Linked DNA regions of Drosophila melanogaster: region 1 is linked to region 2. The links are chromatin contacts, called in public Hi-C maps. All regions are on one chromosome and are shown on one strand. The core of a region is the stretch at or near the end of the contact, and the rest is flanking DNA. Distances in the headings are between cores, read along the strand shown. Region 1 holds the start of pav (pavarotti). Region 2 holds the start of Vta1 (Vesicle trafficking 1).

Evidence for each region. Hi-C and Micro-C count contacts between places; a contact is called where the count stands out from the background.
Region 1: a contact with region 2 is called in a Hi-C map of the Kc167 cell line, with 2.2 times the contacts expected there. A contact is called at or near these places in 10 of 107 Hi-C or Micro-C datasets (the D17-c3 cell line, the Kc167 cell line, the PNm cell line and 5 more) and 1 of 7 datasets of targeted methods (the Kc167 cell line).

Annotation. Positions count from the first base shown.
Region 1 is chr3L:4,238,078-4,245,200 of dm6, reverse strand. pav (pavarotti) reads right to left here and starts at 2,467. Exons shown (of 6, transcript NM_057677.4): 1 at 2,313-2,467; 2 at 1,495-2,253; 3 at 887-1,436; 4 at 505-826; 5 at 1-449. The coding sequence starts at 2,323. Sqor (Sulfide quinone oxidoreductase) reads right to left here and starts at 5,028. Exons shown (of 8, transcript NM_168071.1): 1 at 4,927-5,028; 2 at 4,678-4,862; 3 at 4,310-4,415; 4 at 4,025-4,249; 5 at 3,766-3,966; 6 at 3,498-3,707; 7 at 3,111-3,297; 8 at 2,598-3,057. The coding sequence starts at 4,805. The coding sequence ends at 2,741. It also overlaps asRNA:CR45738.
Region 2 is chr3L:1,649,546-1,656,344 of dm6, reverse strand. Vta1 (Vesicle trafficking 1) reads left to right here and starts at 3,445. Exons shown (of 4, transcript NM_139383.2): 1 at 3,445-3,655; 2 at 3,717-3,778; 3 at 3,863-4,013; 4 at 4,081-4,913. The coding sequence starts at 3,546. The coding sequence ends at 4,708. CG7970 reads right to left here and starts at 3,595. Exons shown (of 4, transcript NM_001316449.1): 1 at 3,302-3,595; 2 at 3,091-3,203; 3 at 2,770-3,028; 4 at 2,107-2,710. The coding sequence starts at 3,469. The coding sequence ends at 2,483. CG13920 reads right to left here. Exons shown (of 3, transcript NM_001299973.1): 2 at 5,493-5,631; 3 at 4,844-5,432. The coding sequence ends at 5,212. Srrm234 (Serine-arginine repetitive matrix 2/3/4) reads left to right here. Exons shown (of 11, transcript NM_167909.4): 9 at 636-820; 10 at 885-1,091; 11 at 1,619-2,098. The coding sequence ends at 1,784. It also overlaps asRNA:CR45815.

The DNA.
Region 1 (7,123 bases), core at 1,218-3,717, 2.6 Mb before region 2:
CGAGCTCTGTGACCGCGGCAAACTGGGCAGATCTTCGGACTGCAGAATGTTGGAGACCAATCGCAACTTCTCGTCCTTGATGCGCATGCGTTCCTGCAATTTCACTCGCTGTTCACGCAGCTTTAGTTCAAACTCTCGCTTATTTTTGTCCGACTCAACGGCCAGCTTGGAGCTGAACTTCTTCTTTTGCTTTTCCTTCTCGTGCTCCTTTTGGGTGAGCATATTCTCCTTCTCGTTCAGCTTGAAAGTCAGCTCTTCAATCTGCCGTTCTTGCTTGCTTAGCGTATTGTTAAGCACGTCAATGGAGCTCTCGTGGATGCGAACCTTCTTCTCGAGTGCCGCACTGCGATCGCGCTCCTGCTTGTAAACAGCCTTTAAGGAGGCGAGCTCCGTGCGCAGCTGAAGATTGTCGCGGTCAAGGTTCATCAGCATCTGCCGGAAGCTGTCACCTGAAAGTTGTGGAATTAGTATTTCAATGTTAAGATTAAGAAAGTGACGTCTTACATTTAATGTCCAAGTTGGCACGCAGCTTCTTTCGCTTTTCTATGCGCTGCTCCAGATAATGCATTAGCTCGCGGATTTTGATCTGTGCCTCGGGACTGTCCATTTCGTAGGCGGGAAAATCGGGTCCCAAACTGTACACCAAACCCACGTCCACCTCCAAATCCTTGGCCTCAGGAATGCCCAGCTCGTTTAGATTATTAACGGCAATCTTGAACAGCTTGTTGGCCTTGCGACGGCCGGGAGTCAGACCCAAATCTTGCTTCATAGGAGTCGCCCGAGCAATTTGCACCTCCTGGGTCATCTCGGCGAACTTCATCACTTGCTAAACGGGATAAATAAATTTTAGGGACCAGAGTACATTGTTGTCAGAAAAATAGTTTACCATATTCTCATCATAGTCCTCAATTCTTGGGTTGATGCACACAATCATGGACACCTGGCCTTCGCCATCGAAGTAGTTTTTAAACATGTGTGTGATCTTGGAGTCTCGATAGGGGACCTTCTTGGGTGCCAATCCATTGCTAGCCGCGAGTTGGTTCTCGCGCAGATATTCCAGGCAAGTGCGCAGCGTCATCAGCGAATTATTGATGTTGCCCGCCTCACGGAGTCGCACACCGGTGTTCTTGGTCCTTGAGGATCGCTCACTGCCCGCCAGATCCACCAGGGACAGTTGACTCACTGTGATGTTTTGCCGGTCCTGAACCACATTCTCACCCTGGCTATCAGTGGGCGCCTGCACCAAGCGTATATTGAACACCGAGTGACTCCTACTGGATTCTGCATTGAGAACAGTGTGTCCCATTCGTTTGCGCTTCTGGCCCATTTGAAAGACCTCGAGGGCGTCCTCCACGGTCTTGACCTCCACCTCTGTGACGCCGTGGACGAACATGTGTCGATTGGCATCTTCACGAATGATTTTGCTCTGCAAAGTCCTGTCGGGTCAAGAATACAGTTAGATTTCTTTAAATGTAATGCTTAATAAATACTTACTTCTGTATACCCGAGTCCTCAAGGAGGTCGTAGACGCTGTTATTGTAAATTTCAATATAGGTGACAAACACCGAGTACATGTTGTCCTCATCCAAACCCAGCAGCGGAATTGGCTCCACGGAGGCCTGGGATGCAATTTCCGGATCCGAGTCCTTGTGCCTGAAGGCAAATCGTCCTGAGCCAGCAAAACGCTGGTTCATCTCGTGTTGGCGCTCCAAAAGCGCATCCTCTTCGGACAGGATCTCGAAGCCATTAAGCTTGTCCGGCTTGAAGACGAACTTCTTGGCCTGGTAATCTGAAATGGTGCGAAAGAGCACGTCCAGGCAGCGCGGCATGATGCCGCGGTGTCGCAGGTTGCCGGTCATGGTGTACGTTTTTCCACTTCCAGTCACGCCGTAGGTGAAAAGCAGACTGTTTCGGCCTTTCAGTAGGTTCTCCACCAACGGCTGGGCCACAGCTGCGTACACATCCTGCTGCGTGGCATCCGGCTGGAAAACGTGCTTGAATATGTACTGAACCTCGCGCTGGGCGCCGTTGTGTGGCTTGTGATGCTGCAGCAGCTGATCCTGCGGATTCAGTGCGATCGTCGTGGAGTTCTTGACCCTTAGGGAGGTGAGATCTGCGTCGGATTGTAGTGGCCGCACTCGACAGAACACATTCACTGGATCCCTGGCCTTGTCGGAGGTGTCTCGTCGCTGTTTCTCCACCGTTTGATGCACCCGCGGAGTTTTCGGGACGACACGCATCGGCGTCCTGGGTCTGCAAATGGGTATTCTCATTGATGGAGTTGTTCTTTCGGGAACTGTCATATCACTTACACTGCCTTCATGTTGTCAGCTCGTTTTTGCAACTAATTTGATATACGGGAGTTGGGTTTCTTCTTGTTTTGTTGCTGGAATCGATCTCTCTTTTAGTTCGTTACCTTCAAATTTACAGCGCCAAGCGACGCCACGCTTGGTTTTAGAGTGACCGAACTTTAGAAAGCGGTTAATGCTGCAAATACCATCCCCTGCTCCAATATATACTTGATACATACTGAAACCGAGGCTATGTACAGTGCGTGCCATTTGAATAGGTTAAAATATTTAGATATACTAGATTTTAAACTAATTTAATACTTTTATTTATGATCTCACATACCAAATTAAAAGTACAATGTTTATAAATTAGTATGATATTAAGGTATGGAATGGTTATGATGATGCCAAATATTCTTTTAAAATTAATTAAAGATCATTTGAGGTCCCTATTGCTTTTTATTAAACTTTAGCACTGAGAAAATTTTCCGCATTAGTGCCGGTCCGTTCCAGTAGCCGTTCATCATCAGCTTCCAGTAGAGCACCGGCATCAGCTCCTTCTTCATAAAGAACATGGAGTACCTCTCCTTGGACTGGTCCAATGGAAAGGTCTCCACGGGGGTGAGGTTGTAATCAAACTCAGCCAGGATGCAGGAGCTGTAGCCGGTGACGATGGGGCAGGACGAGTATCCATCGTAGATATCCGTTGGGGCTTTGCCCTCGATCGCCGCCATTACGTTTTTGAACACAACCGGTGATTGGGCGGCTGGAGGTGAAAAATCAATTGAATATTCTGATCAGGATTCCCAACCCATTTACCTGCCGCCGCGGCCGTCTTCGAGTTGGGACTGGACGCCGAATCGCCGATGGCGAACACGTTGCTGTACTTGTTGTGCTGCAGCGTCAACTGGTCGACGTCCACAAAGCCAGTGGGGGTTACCAGTTTCTTGCAGTTGGCCACCACATCCGGAGTGCTCATCGGCGGAGTCACATGAAGCATGGAGTACTGAGAAAGATATAATACTTATATAAGTTTAATTTCATGGCCTTCAATTCTCCTATTTCTGCAATACTATACGACTTTAAAATTGATCTTAGTTAACCTACTCTTCATATTTCTCGCTTTAAGTAGAAAGATATAGTTCTAGGATCTAGATCTAGATCTATATAGTATCTAGAATACCCAATTAATTGACCAGCACTTACCGTTTCCTCATAGTGAACTCCTGGTTTGGCGAGATCCTCGAACACGGCTATATTATCTTTATGTCTCACTTCAACGAGATTTCTTTGAACATTAAGCGTGATATTTCTCCTCTTGATCAGTTTCATCAGGGCCTCTGCGTAATGCTTAACACCAAAAATCACGGGAAGCGATGTATTGTAGATGATATTGACGTTGTCGCGACGACCCATCTGAAAAGGGTTTCAAATTGAAGTTGTTTGCCAGATATTCTATCTAAATGATGCACACCTTCCTAAAGTAGTGCTCAGATATATAGGCGATTTTCTGCGGTGCACCTGCACACTTAATGGGACAATTGGGAAACGTGAATATAGCATTTCCTTTGTTGGTCCTGCGCAGACATTCGTACACATGATCCACGTACTTGGGCGAGTAGATGGAGCAAACATTACTGTCGGGGGTCTCCAGGGCCTCCACCAGGCCAGGTATCTATGGATATGTGGATATGGATATTAGCAACTATTAAACGTACTGATACCCTACGTACCTTTCCATAATTGAGCTGCAGTCCGGTGGCGATGATCAGGAAGTCGTACTTGATGGTCTTGCCACCAGAAGTGCTAACCGTATTATTATCCGGATCGAACTCCAGCGCCTTCTCCTTCACCCATTTGGCCTTTGTGGGCAGCACATCGGCCATTTGGCGGTGGCTCTGATCCAATCTCTTCATACCACCTCCTATTAGGGTGAACATGGGTTGGTAGTAATGTTTCTATGGGGAATTATCGCGCTATGTCATAATGGATTATTTACTGCCTTTGGGCTTACTCACATCTTCCGGTTCCAGGACGACCACCTTGTCGCTGCCCAAACGTGAGGACAACTTGGCGGCCATGGCACACCCACCGGTGCCACCGCCCACAACCAGCACTTGGCATCTGGAAAAAATAGGATTTACTTAATTGCTGGAATATACAATGACAGACACCTCAAGGGAGATTAGTACAGTCGCATGACCACACCCACCATCAGTGCCATCTAACCATGGCCAACAAGTTATCTCTTCGTTATCGCCATTAATTAGTTACTAGCCTAAACATACTAATTCAATTTGTTTTGGTAGATATAGATATAGATTTGCCATGCCATTTGTTTCGCGGAAAATGTCATAAACTTTCGCAGCTATATAAACAAACTTACTCTTGCCGCTCGCGGTTCACTCGAGATGTGGACAGGAATCTGGTGGAGAAGGCCGTTGGAGCATGGTTGTGGGTGGCTAGGAGAAGCTTCTGGCACTGGCTGATGGTTCCTGGAAGGCGACGGTTCATCGCAACAGCTGGATGATCTTCGATCCCTCAATCTGCGTTAAAGAAAAACAAAACGGACTGCAAGTGCCCACAACCGATTGAAGACTGGCAAAAAAGAGCTTTCAATGGGGGGTTATCAAACCGGCTGCACTGGCAAAAAGTTTGGTCTATTTCAAATTTAGAAAAAACTTTAGAAATTTAAAAAATGCCGAAGATGCTTAGGCGGCACTGTGTAGTGCTTCCCAACATTTCGACCGGCTATCAAGGAAAACAAAACGAGTGTGGGAAAATTTGTCAGTGAAATCGAACATAACAACTGATTTTGAACACAAGTAAATAACACATTAGAAATTGTTAGAATTGTTTTAAGCGTACTAATTTGGAAAAAGTGTCAGGCTTCTAAAAATGTGGTATTTCTTAATTTCGCCCGTCGGCCATAAAAATCAGAGTGTACGTGGCTGAAAACCAGTTTTTATGTGGTAATAAAAATGGGGAAAACGCAACAGGTTGCACTGTAGTTTTCGGATGGGTGTATTCATAGCTTAACCTTGAAAGATGGCAAAAGCTTTTCAGCATGCTTTTGTACTCAGCTGTTTAAAGCTCATTTGGTGCTAAATAATCCAAAGCTCTAAAGTGCGCGAATGCTCGAAGCACTTAAATACTATCTACAGTGGATTTTGCCTACAGACAACACATGACATCATGCCTTAAAATACGAGGACTTAATTCTGAGAACAGCAAAGAATTGTGTGCTTATCGGGGCTCAATAAATAAAACAATCTGTAGGTGGCGCGTGTGCTCGGACCACTTGCTTTGTGTCTACAGTGGAACCCGGCGATAAGCGACCCATGAGATCATGCCCTTAAATACGGCTCCTCAGCGCTAACAAAGTATCATTTATTTGCCTGCTTATCGGGGCTAACAAGCGTTTTATTTGCCTTCTTAGTGCATCGGTTTATATTTATGGTATACCTCCAGGGGCAACCTTATCGAGTTTGAAGAATTTGAGTTGCATTTGCTGGTAACTGGCCATTACACTGTAAAAATATACGCATGCTTTCTAAAGGATAAACAAAAAAAAAAAACGCCGAAAAACTCGCATATTTTTATAATCAGGCATGTGGTTAAGTAACTGGTTTAATTTAAAATTGAATATTTTCACATTTGATTTGATTACTTGCGAGTCTTATCAAGCAATTCCTATAATATGTGGACATTAAATAAATGGTCAATTAATAGATTGCACAGACTCTAATCAGAATATGAAGGTCACCAATAAATCTTATTAATAAACTGCAGCGGTCATCTACTCATATACGTCAAACTCTAAATCAAGTTTTAAAAATTGCAACTAATATAAATTAAATGATTTTTGCAATTTTTCAGATGTTGATAACAATTTAATTCCATATTTAAATCAAAGTATTTCGTTAAAAAAGGAGATTTAAAAAACTTGTCTTCCCTTAACTTTCGTATTGTTTGATTTTTCTAAGGGTCTTTTAGGATCCCTATGTCATTCATCGTTAAGGGTTTTACTTAAAATATAATGATCGGACCCGAAAAGTTATATAATGCAAATGTTTTATGCCCCGGATTTTTCTGGGACCTTGAATCTATAGCTACTTCAGAAATAGATAAAGATATTCAAGTTAAATTAAACTCTTTTAAGATTATATCATGAAAAAGGTTCCAGATATTTCAATTAAAATTAAACATGTAATTTATATAAATTTCGATTTCTGATGAAAATAATAACAATAGTAAATTAGGGGTCTTTCCACCAAGCTTGTTGAGTACAATTTCCCTTCGGATCCAGGGATTTTCCACGGCTCCCCATTCCGTGCATTCGGATACGAGCAGATAGATCGATGTTGCTAATAAATATGGTAAATGTGGGATGATTAAGTGAACAATGTTGCCAATAAACGCGAGGCGGACATGTCAAACGCCACGAGACGACAACTGTGACAGCGGCGGGTTTAATTACGCCATGCTGCCGACTGATTGCAGATGGGCTTACGGATGTGGGATGTGTGGGCACATAGATGGATGGCTGGATGTGGCCACACACAGCCCACTGCGTGGGCGGGTGCTGAGGGGCAGGTCCTGGCGAGGTCCTAGCGTGGGCCCGACCCGCCGCCATGAGGTGGCCCATCGTCAATTGGAGACAAGCTGGCAATTCAAATGAAGCCCTATTGACTGATGGCCAAATTGGCTCCGCGACTGCGTGGGCGGCTATTCGAGGGCCAAGCGATAGCTACGGATATTTATAAGAAAACAATGGGTGGTTGGGTGATTGGCTGGCCTGCTGGCTGGATGCTTGGATGCTTGGGTGGCGG
Region 2 (6,799 bases), core at 2,196-4,695:
ACAGGCCGCCTCCACAGCATATGCATCACCACTCGCAGCAGCAGCAACATCACCAGCATCCGCCGGGGAAGCGTATCTTCCACAACCGCACGCTGAACAATAACCCTAACAGTAGACATAGTACTAACAACCCTCATGCATGTGGTGGTGGCGGGGTACCTCATTCGAATTCCAACAGTAGCAATAGCGGCGGGAACAACAACAACGCGGCCATGCTCCCGTTTCTGGCGGGTACTCCGGGCACATACAATCGCACCACAAACCGCCTCAACCACGGTCCCCTTCTAACCGCCACACACTACAACATCTGCAAAAACCACCAGCACAGCCTGCAGCAGCAGCAGGCGCACCACCTGGCTCGTGGCTTGGTCTACAACTCGGCTCTCTTCGGCCATGGACAGCGCCATCCGGGACTGCTGTCCCTGACGGGAGCTGGTGTGGGCATGAGTGGGCCAGGTGCTCCGCTGTTGGGCCATCCGTCGCATGTCCGGGGTGGTGGCGGGCCCATTAGCTTCAATGCGGCGGCAGCGGCTGCGGCTGTGGCCGCCAATAGTATTAGCTACCTTCATCATCACCATCAACACCAACAAAAACCGAAAATCGTTATAAAACCCTTCAAAATTCACGATCCACAGCCTCTAGTCGCGGCGCTCGCGGACAGCTCACTGGTGGATGCTATCGTCTCCAAGGTATCCACGGCCACCGTGGCGGCGGCGGAGAGTGCGGCCCGTAGGAGCCGCAGTCGCGAGCGTCGTAGTCGCAGCAAGAGGCGCACCAGCACCAGCCATCATCGACATGACTCCAGCAGCGAGTCGAGATCGTAAGTACTTGGCTGAGCAAGTTTCTAAATGTAGACTAATGCTAAATCTTATCCCTCTTCGTAGGCGGTACAGCTCGTCCAGCAGTCGCAGCGGATCGCACAGCTCAAGGTCTGGGTCGCACTCCTCCCGCACCAGCTGCTCCACGAACAGCAGCTCGGGCAGCTCCTCCTCCGGCAGCGGCTCCGGATCATCACAGTCCGGCTCTCGATCGCCCTCCATCCCAAGGCGTCGCGGCTCGCCAAGCTTTCTGGACAGACGTCGCATAACGAGGTAACTTGGCAGGATTCCTGCCCCGCCTTGGTTGACCTCATTATTTCTTTGAATAATCGTTTTCTTTTACATTTTATTTGTTCTTTACATTTTATTTCGTAGCCGTCGATCGCCGCGCAGCACAAGACGCTAGTGACTGCTTATATCCATTACACGATTGAGTTACAATAATTTTACACCTTATTTATACAGCACGAACTCTTGATTTCTTCTAAATGGTTTTATTTTTTCAGCTGACTCAGGAACTACTTATAATTTGATTATCTTAACTACTCGCCAATCTTCTTTTATATATTTGTAGCTATCAAATTGTGTGTCATCCTGATTTTTCGTAATTTAGCCAAGCCGCAAATAAACTTTGTCACTTTACCGATTATATGGTTTTATAGGATTTCTTTTGTTTGATTTTTAGCCACTGCTTTTCTATTCCTTACGATTTTCAGTTTGGTGAGTTACTTTCATATTTGCCCTTTGGTTTTTAAGCTTGCTACACGAATCCCATACTAATCTATTCATTATGCTTTCAGCGCTCGCAAGCGACCGATTCCCTATCACCACAAGGCGAACGCCGAGGGCGAGGTGGAGGATGCCTCTAGTTGCTGCTCCAGTTGCTTTAGCCGCGCCAGCAGTCCTGCCACGCCCCTTCTCACGCCCCTGCGCAACAGCCGGAGTCCGTCGATGGCCGCCTTCTGAGTGTTAACCGCGTCGCTGCGCAGGATGTGCGGCGAGTCTTGAGGCACAGGTGCCCCCCACAATCATCACCATCATCGTAGTCACCTCCTCTAGTCAGAATCCTAGTTTTAAGATAGTTGTTATGCGCATTTAACTTGTTTTACACTGCATTCCGTAGCCCTAAGTTAGTCATCTGCCCATGAATTTACTAGCGAAATTATATTGTAGCGCCGATAAAAAGCCAATAATTCTCGTTTGTAAGCCTTTGCTCGATTATTTGCTAGTTCTAAGCTGCGTTTTAATAAAAAAAAAACAGACATTATTTGTTGCATCTCAAAAGGTTGCCTTGGAATTTCTCAAATTGGGATCCATTGTGCGCAATGGAAATGGGATGTTAGATCGACGATTGTCGCTACTTGTTAAGCATTTCTGTTGGCCAAATTTGGCCATGGATATCTAGATATCTTATACATTGTATATTAGTTTATTTTGGTAAGAAAAGTTTACAAAATTTAGGGTTTAAGGTATAACAACAGTCGGTTGATAAGGCGCCCCTCCAGTTAGTTTTAGCTTATCTAAAGTGTTCAAATACACACGGACTTTTTGCAATCCGCCGGAACGCGGGAAGATAAAGAACTTGAAGCAGTTCAGCCGTAATCTAAGCAGTAATTGGAATATTAGGCCAAGACGACTACCACAGGGTTTAAGGGTCGTATAGCCTATTTGGCTGCCTCTTTGGCGGCCAGCTTGTCCTGGAAGCGGCGACGCTTCTGGGCGATGTACACCACCCAGATGAAGGAGATGATGGCCATGCTGATGGACCGGAACATCGGGGGCACGTAGGCGAAGTTGAGGTACACGAACACGGACAGGTACTGCCAGTTGGCCTTCAGCAGAGGCCAGTAGAGCTTCTCAACATTCTTCAATGCAGTGCTGGGAGACTTGCCCTGTAAGGGATTACAAATTATAGTTCTAGGAACTGAGATTGCGGATTATGGATTCTCACCTCGAACAGGGCCAAGAAGAACAGGGACAGTGCCTGGTAAATCGGAGCATAGACCAGTCGCTCGGACAGGAACAGGAAGAATCTTCGGAAGCGCACATCCTGGCTGAAGAGTCGCTCCACCGTCGTGTAGAAGTAGTGCGGCACACTACCGCCGAAGATCAGTCCAAAGAGTCCGTAGGCGAATACGCTCTGCTGGTTGAGGGTCTTGGCGCCCGCCAAACGCTGGGAGGTGACATTAGCCGAGGTGGCCAGAACGCATCTGCAGTAAGGAGCAGCCGGTGGGTGAGGCGAACCGGATGATAAGGCGAATAGTGTACTTACGCCGTAATGGATTTGGTGCGGACCGGGTGGTTGAAGAGCTGCTCCAGATAAGTGCCGAAGAGCGAGTACAGGGGCTTGGAGAGAACCATGTTGCCGGTGGTGCAGAGATGTGCCTGGAATGTGACTGGTGTGAAGGATGCAGGTCAAAGTGCAAAGTGCAACTGGTCGCACTGATAACAGCGAAAACCAGTTCCCAGAGTCCAGTGCTTACCTGAGAAACTCCAAACGTTTTGGTCGCAGATTCGCAACTGAGCGCCGAACCAACAACTTTAGCCGAAGGTACAAACTTTAGTATTTCGCTAGTTCCAGAGTTTGGAACTGGGGTGGTTCCATGGCATTCGAGAAACTGCGATATCTGGTCACTCTGCGTGCTCGTCATTTCCATTGTTGTCGGCATAATTTTCCAGATCCGTAATTAAGCATAGAACTAAAGATTAAGCCCTCTTTCCACCACGATGGAGTTTCCGCCTTGTCCTCCCTCGCTGAAGTCCATCCAACACTTTCTGAAGCTGGCCCAGGAACATGATACCCGGGATGTGGTCATCGCCTACTGGGCGAGACTCTAGTGAGTATCTACAGATTAGTTTTTCTTGTTTTGCCCGTATTTACTCATCTTCCGAATCCAGTGCTCTCCAGGTGGGCCTCAAAGCCTCCACCCAAACGGGTGAAGAAACCAAACTGCTGCTGGGTGAGTGAAAAATCCGATACGCATATTACCAGCCTATGACTCATCCGTGGTTTGTTTTGTTTTGGTTTTCCCTACGACCGCCAGGCATCATGGACTGGCTGGAGCAGATGAAGAAACAGTATGCTGAGAACGAGGCCATCACCAACGAGGTGGCTGCCCAGGCACACATCGAGAACTACGCCTTGAAACTATTCCTGTACGCCGACAAACAGGATCGCGAGGAGAACTTCGGAAAGTGCGTTCCCTTCGTAGAAATACCCTGAATCGATTTTCCTGATTCATAAGATTGTGCTTCTTCGCAGAAACGTCGTTAAGGCCTTCTACTCCAGTGGTGTGCTCTACGACATTCTCCAGACCTTCGGTGAACTGAGCGAAGAGGCGCTGCACAACAGGAAGTACGCCAAGTGGAAGGCCGCCTACATCCACAATTGCCTGAAGAACGGTGAGACACCGATTCCCGGCCCCTTGCCAGACGACGACGATGAGGCGGAGCTCGAGGGGGAGAATGCCAACGCCTCGGCAGACACATCGCCGGAGGACGCCGCGGGAGCAGCTGCTCCAGCGCCCTACCAGCCGGAGCCTGACTCACAGCCACCAGCTCCATCATCACCGACAACTTCCGGAGTGGTCCCTCCCACCGCCGAGGAGGTGCTGAACAACCCGAACAAATTGCCCAGTCCACCGGTGGACGAGGAGAAGCCGGGCGGCTTTGTGCCCTACGTGCCCACAGCTCAGCCTAATCCGGCCACGGCGGCCACCATTTACCAGCCCATTGTGCCCGTGGCCGGGGTGCAAATCACTCCCGACCAAATGATTACCGCCCAGAAGTATTGCAAGTACGCCGGCAGTGCCCTCAACTACGACGACGTCAAGACAGCCATCGAGAACCTGCAGAAGGCCCTGAAGCTGCTGAGCACCGGGTCCGAGTAGGGCGTACACATCCACATTCACACGTATTTAGGAATCGCTTCCTTGGCACAGTTATAGCTTAGAGCACCAGTATAATGCCGCATAATCTCCTGCTAATCGCTCGTTTGAGGACGAAAGTAAAACGAAATTCAGATTGACTGACGTTGGATTATTAATTTTAAATATGTATGAGTTGTTCAAATTTATTAAAATTGTTTCTAAAGTCGTAATTTAAATGGTTCCGACTAAGTGCCCGTTACGAAGAGGATTTGATTACATTCTGGTTTGATCTGGTCGCGTCTACAGTTTAGTTAATATCTCTCGCCATTGCATACAATATAGTAGTTCTGTATACGATAATAATTTGGCACCAAAGTGAAAACATGAATTTCGATTTGCTAGAATGATGTGAATGAATTTGAGACCCGCAGACAGGGCGCGCCATCTCGAGCCCAACTTAAGGTGCTAAAACAAAGCTGGATCAGTGAATGACTATGAGTACGTGATGCACCGGTAGCAGGCACCTAGTCCTGCTTTACGCCGTTCGCAGCAGGCTGCGCTGCCGTCGTGGCCTCGTCCTGGAGGCGGGCGGTCTGGTACCAGACCACCAGGCGTCCGCCCAGCATGAAGGTGAAGACCAGCGCCGGACCGGAGCGCTCGAACGGATCACTGACCATCCAGTGCTGGTAGATGCCCAGGAGCATCAACACCAGCAGCGTAACGTTGGCCGTGTTTTTGACCTTATCTGTGGGTAAGTAGTGATTACTCCGACTGATGCGCCGTATTAATAAGTCCATACACTTACGATAGGGAATCAGCGCCATGGCCAGGCCGCAGACGATCTCCAGGATGCCAACGGTGCGGCGGTACCATTTCGAGGGTATCTTCACTCCGAAGAGCGCCGTTAGTGGGAACACTTTGGCATACTTCACGTACTCTGTGCGCTGAAATCGAGAGGAAATCGAATACGAGGATATAATTAATCATGCCCAGAAACACCCGCAGAGGAATGTGCTCCGCCTGGCGGCCCAGCGGAAGAGGCAGTGCAGCGGGTTTATTTTTAAATGGAAGCAAGCTTCCCCTGTTGTCACACTCATCTGTTTCTGTTGGCATCGTTGGCCCCGAGTGTTTGTGGTAATACGGGGGTAATTACACCGAAATACAAATGCCATGCCTTCGGGAAAAACGAGATTGAGAAATCTTCAAAATTGAAAGTGAAATGGCGCGTAACGAATGCAATGCCAATTCGAAAACGCCATCTGAATACTGATTTTTTTCGAAAGTATTGAACTGAAGTGTCTTTTGGATGATCTAGTTGGTTATTTATTTACTTTTATCTCTAAAACTATAAAGTTTTTTGAATAATCCCTCAGGCCACCCTATTGTTTATGTATATAAAACCAATTTGTATACTCTGAATTGAGTGAAAAGAACACGTCATTGTGGTTCTTGTGTTCGCAAATGTTTACTTTGGTATGCGAATTATTTTTATGGTAATGAAAACGAAAATCTCTGGGCGTTATTTTTACAAGAGGTAAACAAAAAATTCAGAGCAACAGCTGTTCTATATATCATTAGTTTCGAATTTGTTTGGAGGTTTTCAAAACAATTTACAAACAAGGTGATTAATAATTAGTTTGCCAAATTTTCGAGGTTTCTCTCTCTTTCAGATCTTAGTCTTAAGATTACTTGTTCACAAGTTTCATCAAAAAAAATTGAAAAATTAATGTTTGTCCAATTTGTATGAATCACAATCTATTTGGATAATTGCAAAGCTAAAGCTCAAAAGTGCTTCCTCAATCATTTGAAATCCAAATTTTCGGAATTTCGTTGGGAGACTATTTCGATATTGAAGCATATATTTTTCCTGAAATATATTTTTGAAGATCATAGCGCGTCGCGATGTCCGAATGTCAGCGATTGGCATTGATGGGGTCGAGTTCAATGCCCATTAGTCAGTCATATTTCCGAATGGCGTTCTATAATGGGACGCCTCTTGAAATCTGTCTCCGCCCATTTACATAAGAACGTTCCCATGGGCGAGCACATAGTTTTCAAAAGGCCAGATTCGAAGGGGCGTGGGAAAAATCGATGGGCTGTACCCCAGGACAA